Regions from separate parts of the Mus musculus genome. Here region 2 is linked to region 1. Evidence: chromatin contacts called from public HiChIP or PLAC-seq data. All regions are on one chromosome and are shown on one strand. The core of a region is the stretch at or near the end of the contact, and the rest is flanking DNA. Distances in the headings are between cores, read along the strand shown.

Region 1 (5,742 bases), core at 669-3,168:
CAGAGATTGACTGCCTTGGACAGCCAGGAAGGAGCTGTCTCTTCTGCAACCTGTGTATACTACCCGTTACCTCTCGATCTTCCTCTTTTCTGTGCATAGTACTGGAAGGGGTTGGTGGTCATGTGATTGCTTGTGGATGACCCCCCCACTTCCTGCTGCTGCTGCTCATCCAGTGTGAGGCTGACAGCCTGGGCAGGGTCCTACCAGCCTCTCCCTCCCCTCACAGCCAGGAGGAGAGAGTCCTGAGGGTGGAGCTACTGCCTGTGGGCTTGGTTAAAAATCTTCTTGTCCATCCTAATTACAGCGATGCCAGAGAGGCTGTTCAGAAGTTCACGGGACATGGAGCAGAGGACTCAAGAGCTGACCAGTTTGCCAATGAGTGGGGCCGGAGTGGCAAAGACCCCAACCACTTCCGACCTGCTGGCCTGCCTAAAAGATACTGAGTTTTCTCTTCCTGTTGTTCCCAGTCATGCTGCCCCCCGAGAAGAGGAGCAACTACTGGGTTGAGATATTTTCTAAAATCTGGATCCCTAAACATCCCAATGTGCTGAATAAATACTTGTGAAATGCACTTTGTCGCTGTCACTGTTGTTTTGAGAGCACAGGGCAGTCACACTGAGGGTTGAGGGCCTGTGGGTTAGCAGGGGACATCACTTGCTTTTCTTTTCTTTTTCTTTTCTTTTAAAGAAAGAGACAAGAAGAGATGGAATTGGAATATGACACGAGATAGCAAGAAAGCGCTGTGTATGGTTTCAGTTATGAAGTTGAAAACTAGATAAAAACCAATGCATTCTGGGCTATGGCCCAGTGCTAAGCATGACTGCCAAGCACAGGTGAGGCCCCAGCTTTCAGTCCCCTGTGCCCTCCCCGAGAGAAAAATCAGTAAGTTCTGACTCACTGTAAAATACGACTTACAAAGGCTGATGGCAAAATCACTTCCCACTGAGAAAGCATCAACTCTAGATGCCTCTCTGCAGATAATCTCAGCCCTTCAAAAGGGCCAGCCACTCCCATTTTGTAAAAAATAATTGCAGAAAAAAAAAGACATATTCTGCAATCATTTCCCCTGGGGTAGAAAGGCTTTAACACCAAGCTGGGTGGTTTGCAGTCATCATGGTTAACTAAACTAAGTCTTTAAGGTTATAGTTGAAAATCACACAAGACTGTTGATTACCTATGAGTAACTAGAGAAGCATGAACTGAGCTGTGTTTTCATTCAAGGTCAACAGAAAGGGGTATGGGGGGGGGAGAGAAAATAAAAATGAATAAAGCTACTTTCTGGTTATAAAAAGTGAGTCTGTGAGAGAAGGAGCAGGGACGCTTGAGTGGGTGATAACTCAGAAGATTCCATAAACACGAGACACAGCTAACTCAACTTCCTGCACCTGAGATTTTAAGAGAAAAGTAAGTTTGCAGAGCATGTATGCACACTTCAGTGTACTAGGATGAATCTCAGATAAAAGAATTAAAAACAAAAACCAACCAAACAAGAGTTTCTGGGCACCGTGGCACCTGCCTATAGTTCTAGCTGCTGGAAGTGGAGGCATAAGATGGCGAGTAGCAGGCCTGGACTACATAGCTTGACCCTGACTCAAACAAAGAATCAAATCAAAGAAAGATTAAAACTCCACAAGTGCGTGCTAAAATTGAAGTTGATGTAAGGTTTAAATCAGCACTAATGAATAGCTAACATATCTGGACATGGCAGTTACTGTGTGTGTGTGTGTGTGTGTGTGTGTGTGTGTGTGTGTGTGTGTTCTGTGCTCACTCCTAGCTCTGGGTGGAGAAGAAGACCCCATGGATCCTACAGGTTCCCGGACCTCGCGGGAGCCTGACGGCAGGGGGCGCTGTGTGGGAGCTGAGCCGTGTGCCTTGGGCTCTCTGGCGCGTCCTCTCGCCTCCTCCGCGGCTTCCGGTACTGTTGGCGCGCATCGGCATGGATCGAAACCCGTCTCCTCCGCCGCCTACCTGTGGTTCGGAGGATGAAGAGGACCTGGGTGGGGGAGACCGCATCGGGAGCACGGTCTACAGCAAGCACTGGCTCTTCGGCGTCCTCAGCGGGCTCATCCAGGTGCGGAGACTCGCGCAGGCGCCCTCCGTGCCCAGGGAGTGGACGGGATGCTGGAGGCTCGCGGGTGCCGATGGACTAACTTGCCAGAACCACACCGCGCACGTACTTTACTGGGCTTCTACTTCCTAACCCCACTGTCACGTACGAAGTCGAGACCCTACCATTCGTGTTTTGTCGGCTCTTGTTCTAGTGGAATACATAGTTTGGAGTCAGACAACCCTGATCTCCGAGACGCGAGCTTATCCCATGCTGGAAACGGGACTCCTTAACCCAGATCCTCCATTTCTTTCATAGTTTCTATTAAAACAAGATAATCAGTATTATCGTAAACAAGATTTTGTATAGGTTGAGATTATAATGAGGCTGCCAATAGATGTTTTTCTGCCCATTGCTGTCCATACCGCCAATTTCTGTTTTCTCTAAGCCATTTTCTACATTGCCAAAAAAAAAAAAAAACCCTTCCTTTTTATTATTTTTAAAGGTTGTTCTTGTTGCTCATAGGAGAACACTTTCTATTTCCTAACTGGGGATCCAAGGTTGGTTGTGTCTTCTTCAGCCATTTTACGGTACATTGTGTTCCATCACCAGTAGACAGTTGGCCATCTCCAAGCATGTCTTATACTTTCTGAGCACTTGTAGTCACCTCCGAATGCTTGCCTCATTTCCCCAGGACAGTCCTAACCTTCCCATAGATTTAGATTTCTTCTTTTAAGAGAAATGTGTGTCTTCTCCCAGGAGTAGGTCATTGGTCCCTAATTTTTTCTCCCATAGTTCTTTCACCAGTTCAGCACAGTCAGCCTCTTTCTGTTGTGATTGCCTGGTTACATGCCTTTCCTACATTAATCCTAAACCGTTTGGAACCAAAAGGGTTATATTGTTGTTTTCATTTGTCTGCTGCAGTGCCCACAGACCGTATTTACTTGAAGAGTGTTTAATGTGTAGATCTATCTAAGACTGTGGAAAGCTTTTGGAACCCCTTGGCAGGAATTTGATACTGGGCCATGACAAGGAAGTTGGTTCTGGCAGGAATCTAATTTTAGGCTAGAACAAAGAAGGCATGAGTATAACTTTGGGCTGGGGCCGGGAAGTAGGCTCAGATATCTTGGCCATCCTGATAAGCCCCTAGAAACAGTGATCAAAGGGGTGATCGAGGGACTTTGTTTATTGCCTTGCTTGTTCCTTGACTATTTGTGTTTATTGTGCCGCTTGTCCTTATTATTTGCATGTAATTAAAATGGATATAAAAGCAGATTGGGAAAAAATAAACCTGCCGCAGCCTCAGAACTGCCTGGGGGTCATGCTTACAATGTTGTCTGTCTTTTTTCTTTTTAATCCTCACTCCTGCCCTGGAGAACCTGTTGACTGACTGAGTTGGCTTGGTCACAAGGCTTTAGGTTTTAGAAACTGTTTTGTCTGAGGAGATACTTTTGAGAGATTGAGACTTCTAAGTGATAATATCTAATCTAAGTGAAGACCTATGAGTATTTTAACTGATTTTTTTTTCCTTTATGTCTCTGAAGATTGTCACACCTGAAAGTGGCACATCTGGCTCAGCTGATGAGGAAGAACAGGCAGATCTTGCTGAAGAAATGGAGAATGAGATTTGCAGAGTCTGGGATATGTCCATGGACGAGGTATGCGGATGGAAGTGAGATTCCGAACAGACTCAGAGTGGGGAGGTGATGAAGGGGCTGGAAAGATGGCTCCATGGTTAGGAGGACTATCTGCCCTCCCAGAGGTCCTGAGTTCAATCCCCAGCAACCACGTGGTGGCCCATAGCCATCTCTACTGGGATTTGAGGTATACATGCAGATAGAACACTCATATACATAAAATAAGTAAATAAGTAGAAAGGATCATTCCTCCACTGTTGGCGGAAAGGCCTATTCAGTGATTGCAGTCTCTCCAGTTTGTGGTTCAGAGTATGAAGTCTCAGGAGCTATTACTTTAAACATATATACAGTTCCATCCTATGGACATCATAGTATATTTAACATAGATGTGAACTAAGACAGCTATGACCACAGGGCCCCCAATGGAGAAGCTAGAGAAAGCACCCAAGGAGCTGAAGGGGTCTGCAACCCTATAGGTGGAACAACAATATGAACTAACCAGTACCCCCAGAGCTCGTGTCTCTAGCTGCATATGTAGCAGAGGATGGCCTAGTCGAGAGAGACCCCTTGGTATTGTAAACTTTATATGCCCCAGTACAGGGGAATGCCAGGGCCAAGAAGTGGGAGTGGTGGGTAGGGGAGCAGGGCGGGGGGTGGGGGGTGGGAGGGTATAGGGAACTTTCGGGATAGCATTTGAAATATAAATAAAGAAAATATCTAATTAAAAAAAAGACAGCTATGACATCACTAGGCAGTATGATTTCATACTGAGCTACTGACACATGTATATTTAGTTTTTGTGCCTTCCATTACTAGGTGAGATTCGTCTCTTTGGGGTCCATGTGCACTCTTGGGTCACCTGTTTGGTGTGCCCTCTTTAGGTGATATGGGTGGAACAAGATCTGTAGGGAGGAAGTTTAGGCTGTTGTAGTCACACTGCAGTCAGATATTTTGTTTTGTTGCCGGGTGGTGTGATACACACTTGAGAGGCGAAGGTAGGTGGATATCTGAGTTCAAGGCCAGCCTGGTCTATAGAGTGAGTTCCAGAACAGCCAGAGCTACACAGAGAGACCCTGTCTCAACAAACCAAAACCAAAACCAAAACCAACCCCCTTCCCCTTTTCTATTAAGGATTTTGGAAATCTAACTCCTTGTATTGGATGTATCTAAGTTTTAAGTTGTAAGTTTAAGTTTGAAGTTTTTTTTTTTTTTTAAATATTTATTTTAAGTATGAGTACTCTATCTGCATGTATACCTGCATGCTCTGAGAGGGCAGCAGATCCCATTTCAGATGGTTGTGAACCACCATGTGGTTGCTGGGAATTGAACTCATGACCTCTGGAAGCGCAGTCAGGGCTCTTATCCACTGAGCCATCTCTCCAGCCCAAATTTTAAGTTATAACAGGGTAAGATTTAGGAGTTGACTCTTTCCCCATACTTCTCATACCCCACCCCCACCCCCCCATTTCTGACAGTCAGCAAATGTCTTTGAATAAGTCAATGAGAATTCTAGTTGGACAGAAAAAGAGACCATTTAGGCTAATCTGTTCAGTACAGAATAAAGGGGGGCCGCTGTCTGGGACATCGCAGTCTGGCTTCAATTGGTTTATGGGATTACTCCACTGTCGTGGACCAGGCACCACAAAGGCACCTCTGTCACTTTTGTCTATTTTGCACAGTTCCTGACCTTAGATTTCCCTTGTGGAGGAAAGGAAGTCAGCATGAGATTAGAATTTTCGGGTTGTCTGAGCTGTGCCGTTTGCAGAACAGGATTCAGCATCAAATTTGGTAATCATTTTTGTTTGTAGGATGTGGCTTTATTTCTCCAAGAATTTAAGGCTCCTGACATATTCATGGGAGTGCTGGCCAAATCCCCGTGTCCCCGATTAAGAGTAAGTATATAGAGTCCTTTCCTCTTGCTTTGCTTATTAGCAAAGCCACTGTGCCTATACTTACTGAACATTCTTAGGTAGTGCACTCCTTGCAATGACTAGATATGTAGAATTTTAGATTTTGGCTAGATGAGGGAGAGCAATGCTTTGTTTTAACAGCCGTGGA
Region 2 (6,292 bases), core at 1,006-3,505, 190 kb before region 1:
GCTATTTTTGAAAATTGAGGATTTTGAGTAAGTGGAGTCTCCTGTGGTGTGTTGTTGGTAGCTTTCTTCACTTTGCTTTACTGTGATCACATAAGGTTTTTGGTTTTTGGTTTTTTGTTTTTTTGAGCTAGAGCCTATTGCTTACATAAAGCTGGCACACTGTCAAACCTGAGCCCATCTAAGAGCCCTCATTAGCACCCTGCCAAGTACCATACATGAAGATTCTGTGTATGCAGTTGTTTGGAAGGTTTGCTCCTATGTCAGAAACTGACCTTTCATGTTGTTGTTATATAAAAAAGTAATCCTCGTGGTTTGACCTACTTTTGAGCAGATAGTTTGTGATAACTCAGGCTCCATGGTTGCTGTACAGTGACTAGTGTCTTCACTTACCCTTGGCTTTGTTTCCAGCAGGTTCTGCCTACTGTCAGTTCCAGTCTAAAAGTATTATTTGTCTTTTTTTTTAAACATGTATGTATGTATGTATGTATGTTCCTGTGTGTATGCTTTCATATGTGTATACAGATGTATGAAGGAAGACTAGAGATCGGCTTGGGTGTCTTCAATTTATACTCTACTTTTTGAGAAAAGGTTGAGAGCCAGTTTTGTGGACCAGGGGTTAAGGGTTAAAACTCAGAAAAGTCAGGGCAGAGATAATCAATCAGTGGTTAAGAGCACTGGTTGTTCTTCCAGAGGACCCAGGATTCATTCTCAGCACACATGTGTGGCTCACAACTGTCTGTAACTCAAGTTCCGGGAAATCTCACATCCTCTTCTGGCCTCTGCAGACAAAACACCTATACTCATAAAATTTAAAACATAGAATAATAAAATATTAGAAAAGCTACCGTTTATCATGTTTTCTGATAGGCTAATGATAGATTCACTCACTATGAATAATCATTCAATATGAAATGGTGTCTTTTATAGGAACTAGAGGTCAGTAAGTACTGTCAGAGAGCTTGGTGAGGTCATTTCATTTATCGTATGTTAAGGTGATTGCAAGACTGACCTAATTACTTGATGAGTTTTCTGTTCCCTAACACTGGGAAAATTATGTCTTATTTTCTAAGGGTTAAATTTGGTGATGGATACCATCTGACATGTTTTGAGCAGATATTAAAGTTTTGTAGAGAGAATTGCGTGTACTGTGTGGAAGCATCACCTACAATAAAAAGCCAATGGCCTGTTAATTGAGGCAGGAAATAAGAGGTGGGTGTTCTGATAGGGAGAGAGGAACTCTGAGATAGAGTCCGGCATGGGAAGATGACCACGATCTCTGCAGGGACAGATGCATGAAACTGAGGAGTCACCATCCATGTGGCACTCACAGAATAGAATAAAGGGGTTAATTAAGGAGTTAGTCAGGAAGCAAGCCCAAGTTCATGGCCTAGGCATTTATTCATAAAGAGTTTACTCTCAGATTCATTATTTGAGAATTGGGGGCACTGGTAGAAAAGCCCATAGTTACAAAGTTTTTGACCTTTTTCACTCCACAGTTCTGAAATCTACTTCTGCTTGCTTGGGTAATTGTCATTGTGTGGGGACTTGATATAACAGATTTGCTCAGTATATAGTAGATATGGAGAATATGGGATTTCTCTTCAGTCACTTAACAAATAGTGTGATGTCTAAAAGCTTAGACTCTTAAAGCAGTTCTTCTCTCGTGTTTCAGTGGAAAGCAGCTCACTGAATTTTGGATTAAAATTCAGAATGTTTGGGATTTTTTAAGATTATTTTCATTCATATGAGGGAACAGAGGCCCTTGGGCTGGAGGCACAGGTGGCTGTGGACTGCCACATCAGTCCCGAGAATTGAACCTAGATTTCATGTAAGGGCAGTGAGTTTTCCAAACCCCTGAGCTGTCTCTCCTGCCCCATCATTTCTACTACTTCAAAAACCCTGGGATTTTCCATTTCAGATTGTTTTGATTTTTGATATAGGGGTACCATGTTGGCCTCGAACTCACAGACACCTGTCTGCTTCCCAAGTGCTTTTTTCCTTCCTTTCTTTTTTCCTTTCTTCCTTTCTCTCTCTCTCTCTCTCTCTCTCTCTTTCTCTCTCTCTCTCTCTTTCTTTCTTTCTTTCTTTCTTTCTGGCAGGTGAAGGGTAAAGACAGGGTTTTTCTGTGTAGTCCTGTCTCTCCTGGAACTCACTCTGAAGACCAGGCTGACCTCAGACTCAAGAGAGATCCACTTGCCTCTGCTTCCCAAGTGCCAGAATTAAAGGCCTGTGCCACCACTGTCTGGCTCACTTCCTCTTTCTTGATAGTCTAGTTTCCATATGTGAGAGAAAACGTGACGTGTACGTGTGTGTGTGTGTGTGTGTGTGTGTGTAATACCTTCTATAACACTTTTTTCTTAACCTAGGCTTATTGCATAACCTTATTTAAGGCTTTGTTTTACTTTTTATGTATTATTTTATTTTGTATGTACCATGTATATGTAGGTACCTGTGGAGGCCAGAAGCAGACATGGAAACTCCTGGAAATGGGCTTAGAGGTGCCCAGGAGCCACCTGATATGGGTACTGGGAACCAAACTTGTGCAATGTGGCTAGGATGTCTGCCACCATGCCTAGTTCGAAAGCTAGCAGGGATCCACCCAGGGGTAAGCCAGGCAAGCACCCTTATCGGCTGCGCTATCATATTAGCTACTTTCCTAGTAACTGAACAGGGGGCCTGACAAAGTGAATGTAAGGTATAGTTACCTCATAGTTTGGGGGTAGTGTCCATCTTGCCGGGGAAATCAGGGTAGTGAGAATATGGGGACAGATGGTCACATTGCATCTGCAGCCAAGCAGCTCGTTATTCAGCCAAGGACCCTAACCCATGGAGTGGTGGCACTCACATTTAGGTCTTCCCACCTTAGCTGACCTAATCTAGATTAACCAGGAGAGCTACATCCACGGTTCCGTTGGAATTAGCCTCCCACAGACTTTATAGATGCTACGTAAACTAGAGTGGACAGGGACTTCCTTATGTTCTATGGGCTGTCTACTCTCTTGCGCAGAACTTTTTTAATTTGATGCAGTCCCATTTGTCAGGTGGTATTAACTGAGCTGTTGAGATCAGATTCAGAAAGTCACTGGGTACTCCTGGACCTTTAAGTCTTTCCTCAATATGCTGTTATGCTGTTGGAAATTCCAGAGTTTAGAGTCTTAAAGTCTTTGATTCTGTTTATTAGATTTTTTTCAGATAAGAGATAGGTACCTAATTTCGGTCTTCTACATTGGAAGTTTTGGGTTTTCATGACTTTCATCTTTAGTAAAAATCACATGGTAGAATACTTGAGCTTATTTCTGGCTTCTCCACTTTGTTCCATTATTCTGCATGCCCCTGGCTTTATAGTATGACTTGAAATGTGTGATGCCAGCATTGTATTTATGCTCAGGATGCTGTGGGCTTCTTGTGGTCTTTTGTATTTCTATATGGACCTTATGGAGAATGCCCTTGACCTAGTTTATAAGAACTATATAAATTCTAAAACTAAATGTGTATTCTTTAGGGATTTGAATTTAACATCAGTGTGACATGATCCATTAGACCAGATAAGGTGACTTTAACCAAATGTGTTGGTGCGCTTGTGTATGGAAAGCTCACATAAAAAGACCCTTAAGTTTTGTTGTTCAGATAACTTCTACAACACGGATAAATGAAACGGGGAGTGCTGCTGTTATCATCTGGGTACCTGATCATGGGGACAACAGCATTTTGCATCAGATAAACATAATAGAATTTCATATGGGTTATTGTAGACTGGGGTCTTTTAAAGACAAGTATAAACTCTATTCCTTATGTATCTTTGTCAGAATGGGCACATAGTAAGATCATCATCTTCGCTGGTCTTCTGATCTCTTGTAGGAAGTATCCCCTTTTAGGTGATGCGTGTTTTTTTTGCTTTGTGTGAGTCTGTGTGCACCAAGAGCAGATAGGAGCTCAGAGGGCAGATGGCCTGAAACTGAAGGTACAGGCACTCTGAGCTGCCATGTGTATGCTGGGAACTGAACATGGAGCCACTATAAGAGAAGGAAGTGTTCTTAACCATTGAACCATCTCTCCAGTCCCTCTTCCTTTTTGTCTTGTTTTGTTTTGGGGGGCAGGCTTTTTTGTTTGTATTTTATTTATTGTTATTAGGCTGAATGTCACAACATCTGACAGTTTAAGATTCCACAGAGAACTCCATGCTTTTGCTACTGAAAGACTGACGCACCTAAAAACTGAAGGTCTAGCGATTCCAAGCCTTCTGTGAGCACAGTCATTTACTTTCTACCCTCCCTCTTCCTTTTTTTTTTTTTTGATTTTTTGAGACAGGGTTTCTCTGTGTAGCCCTGGCTGTCCTGGAACTCACTCTGTGGACCAGGCTGGCCTCAAACTCAGAAATCCACCTGCCTCTGCCTCCCAAGTGCTGGGATTAAAGGTGTGCGCCACCACTGCCTGGCCCCCTCTTCCTTTTTAAAAACTACTTTATTAATTAGTACAGTGTAAGTAACCAGAGATTTTAATATGGCCTTTATCTTGTCTGGATGACGGAATAGTTAGGCCCTATTATTGTCATCATCATCATTATGGTTATTATTATACTTATTTATTTGTGTGTGTGTGTGTGTGTGTGTGTGTGTGTGTGTGTGTGTGTGTGTGTTTATGTCACGCGTGTGCTGATGCCCAGGTGCCCGTGGTGACCAGAAGAGGGTGTCAGATACCATGTAACTGGAGTTACAGGATTTTGTGAGCTTCCTGATTATGGGCACTTATAACCACAGAGCTGTTTCTCCCAACTCCTGAACAGTTAGTCAGAATGAGTCTATGAACGGGGCTTGTGGAATACATCTCTTTGATAGCAGCTGAAAAAATGTCTCCTACCCGTCTTGAATGGTGAAGTCTCTGTCTCTCTCTATTTCTCTGTCTCTGTTTGCCTGACTGCCTGTCTCCACCCCCACCCCACCCCCGTGTGTGTGTGTGTCTGTGTGTGTATGTGTGTGTGAGAGAGAGAGAGAAGGGGTGGGTGAGAGTTTGATGGTTCTCATTTTCACTTGTTGAATCAGGATCTCTCTTGGTTCTACTGCTGGCCTATAGACTTCCATGCAGTTCAGTTGCTGCCTCCTATCTCAAGACAAGAGTGTTGGATGAGGGCTGCTGCATCAGGCTTTTTACTTGGGTTCCAGAAATTGAACTAGGGTTGTCCGCTTATGGTATGTGCTCAGTGGTCTTAATTAAGTTTAGCAGTTCCAAGTGCGTCTTCAGTTCTAGCGTTCTGTAGAAGGATTGACACAACTCTTCAAACTATAATCAGCTGCTTACAGCAAAAGGATACAGATTATAATTGGCTAAGTGTTTGTGAGGAAGTCCAAGGGTTCTGAATGGCGAACACCTACCTGAGCCTTCATGTCCAGAGTTTGTGCATTATCTCCTGCAGGTCCCAGCAGAGATGGCACAATCAGTGAGGACACTATCCGTGCATCTCTCATCTCAGCAGTCAGTGACAAACTGAGATGGCGGATGAAGGAGGAAATGGATGGTGCCCAGGCAGAGCTTAATGCCTTGAAACGAACAGAGGAAGATCTGAAAAAAGGCCACCAGAAACTGGAAGAGATGGTCACCCGCTTAGATCAAGAAGTAGTAAGTAAGCCGGGCGTGGTGGCACACGCCTTTAATCCCCGCACTCGAGAAGCAGAGGCAGGCGGATTTCTGAGTTCGAGGCCAGCCTGGTCTACAGAGTGAGTTCCAGGACAGCCAGGGCTACACAGAGAAACCCCATCTCGAAAGAAAAAAAAACAAAAACAAAAAGTAGTAATGCACTGAAAACATCGTGGGTTGAATTACAGCTAAGGCAAAGGGTTCTGTGCAAACCTTGATGTTGTAAAGTAAAAGTTCAGTGAACAGTAGTTGTCTTCAGGTATGTGAACAGAGCTCTCTAAGCAGGATTGCTGGAATGTACCTATAATCTCAGTTCTCAGGAGCTGAGGCAGGTCATCAGTTAGAGGAAATACTATAGCCATAAGGTCTCAAGTGCAGCCTCATTGATCTTCCACTGGAAAGTGCTATCTAGAATACTGCACTTCTTCCAGGGTGAATTGCTGCCACTTCACAGGGAATATGAATTACAGAGTTCTGTGAATGGCAAACACACTTGGACCTTGAACTATACACTTAAGAGAGAATTGTATTTCTAAGCATTTAAGTCAGTATTAGAAGTGCCTTTCAGGGACATGGAGAGATGGTTTAGTGGTTAAGTGTCCAGCACCCATATCGGGGTACACACACGCACACACACACACTCACACTCTAATAAAAATGT

Evidence for each region. HiChIP or PLAC-seq counts read pairs in DNA pulled down with a chosen protein or histone mark.
Region 2: a contact with region 1 is called in an H3K4me3 HiChIP or PLAC-seq map of bone marrow-derived macrophages, with 2.1 times the contacts expected there. The contact joins the enhancer-like site here to the promoter of Saal1 in region 1. A contact is called at or near these places in 8 of 39 promoter capture datasets (the HPC-7 cell line, cranial neural crest, frontonasal cranial neural crest and 4 more), 3 of 484 Hi-C or Micro-C datasets (liver, nephron progenitors and trophoblast stem cells), 6 of 115 datasets of contacts at active chromatin or transcription factors (bone marrow-derived macrophages, embryonic stem cells, intestinal villus epithelium and 1 more) and 5 of 9 other capture datasets (adipose tissue, embryonic stem cells, liver and 2 more).

The regions. Positions count from the first base shown.
Region 1 is chr7:46,706,827-46,712,568 of GRCm38.p6, reverse strand. Saal1 (serum amyloid A-like 1) reads left to right here and starts at 1,918. Exons shown (of 12, transcript NM_030233.1): 1 at 1,918-2,071; 2 at 3,592-3,705; 3 at 5,493-5,576. The coding sequence starts at 1,937. It overlaps Saa3 (serum amyloid A 3), which reads left to right. Exons shown (of 4, transcript NM_011315.3): 4 at 305-571. The coding sequence ends at 443.
Region 2 is chr7:46,891,679-46,897,970 of GRCm38.p6, reverse strand. Tsg101 (tumor susceptibility gene 101) reads left to right here. Exons shown (of 10, transcript NM_021884.4): 8 at 5,411-5,613. Among named protein-coding and RNA genes, the nearest start is that of Tsg101, 25 kb to the left of the region's middle. Within about 2 kb of position 2,255, at least 5 of the 459 cell types and tissues checked have an H3K27ac peak or open chromatin away from gene starts, as enhancers often do. A contact at or near this core is called in bone marrow-derived macrophages, where this site is marked.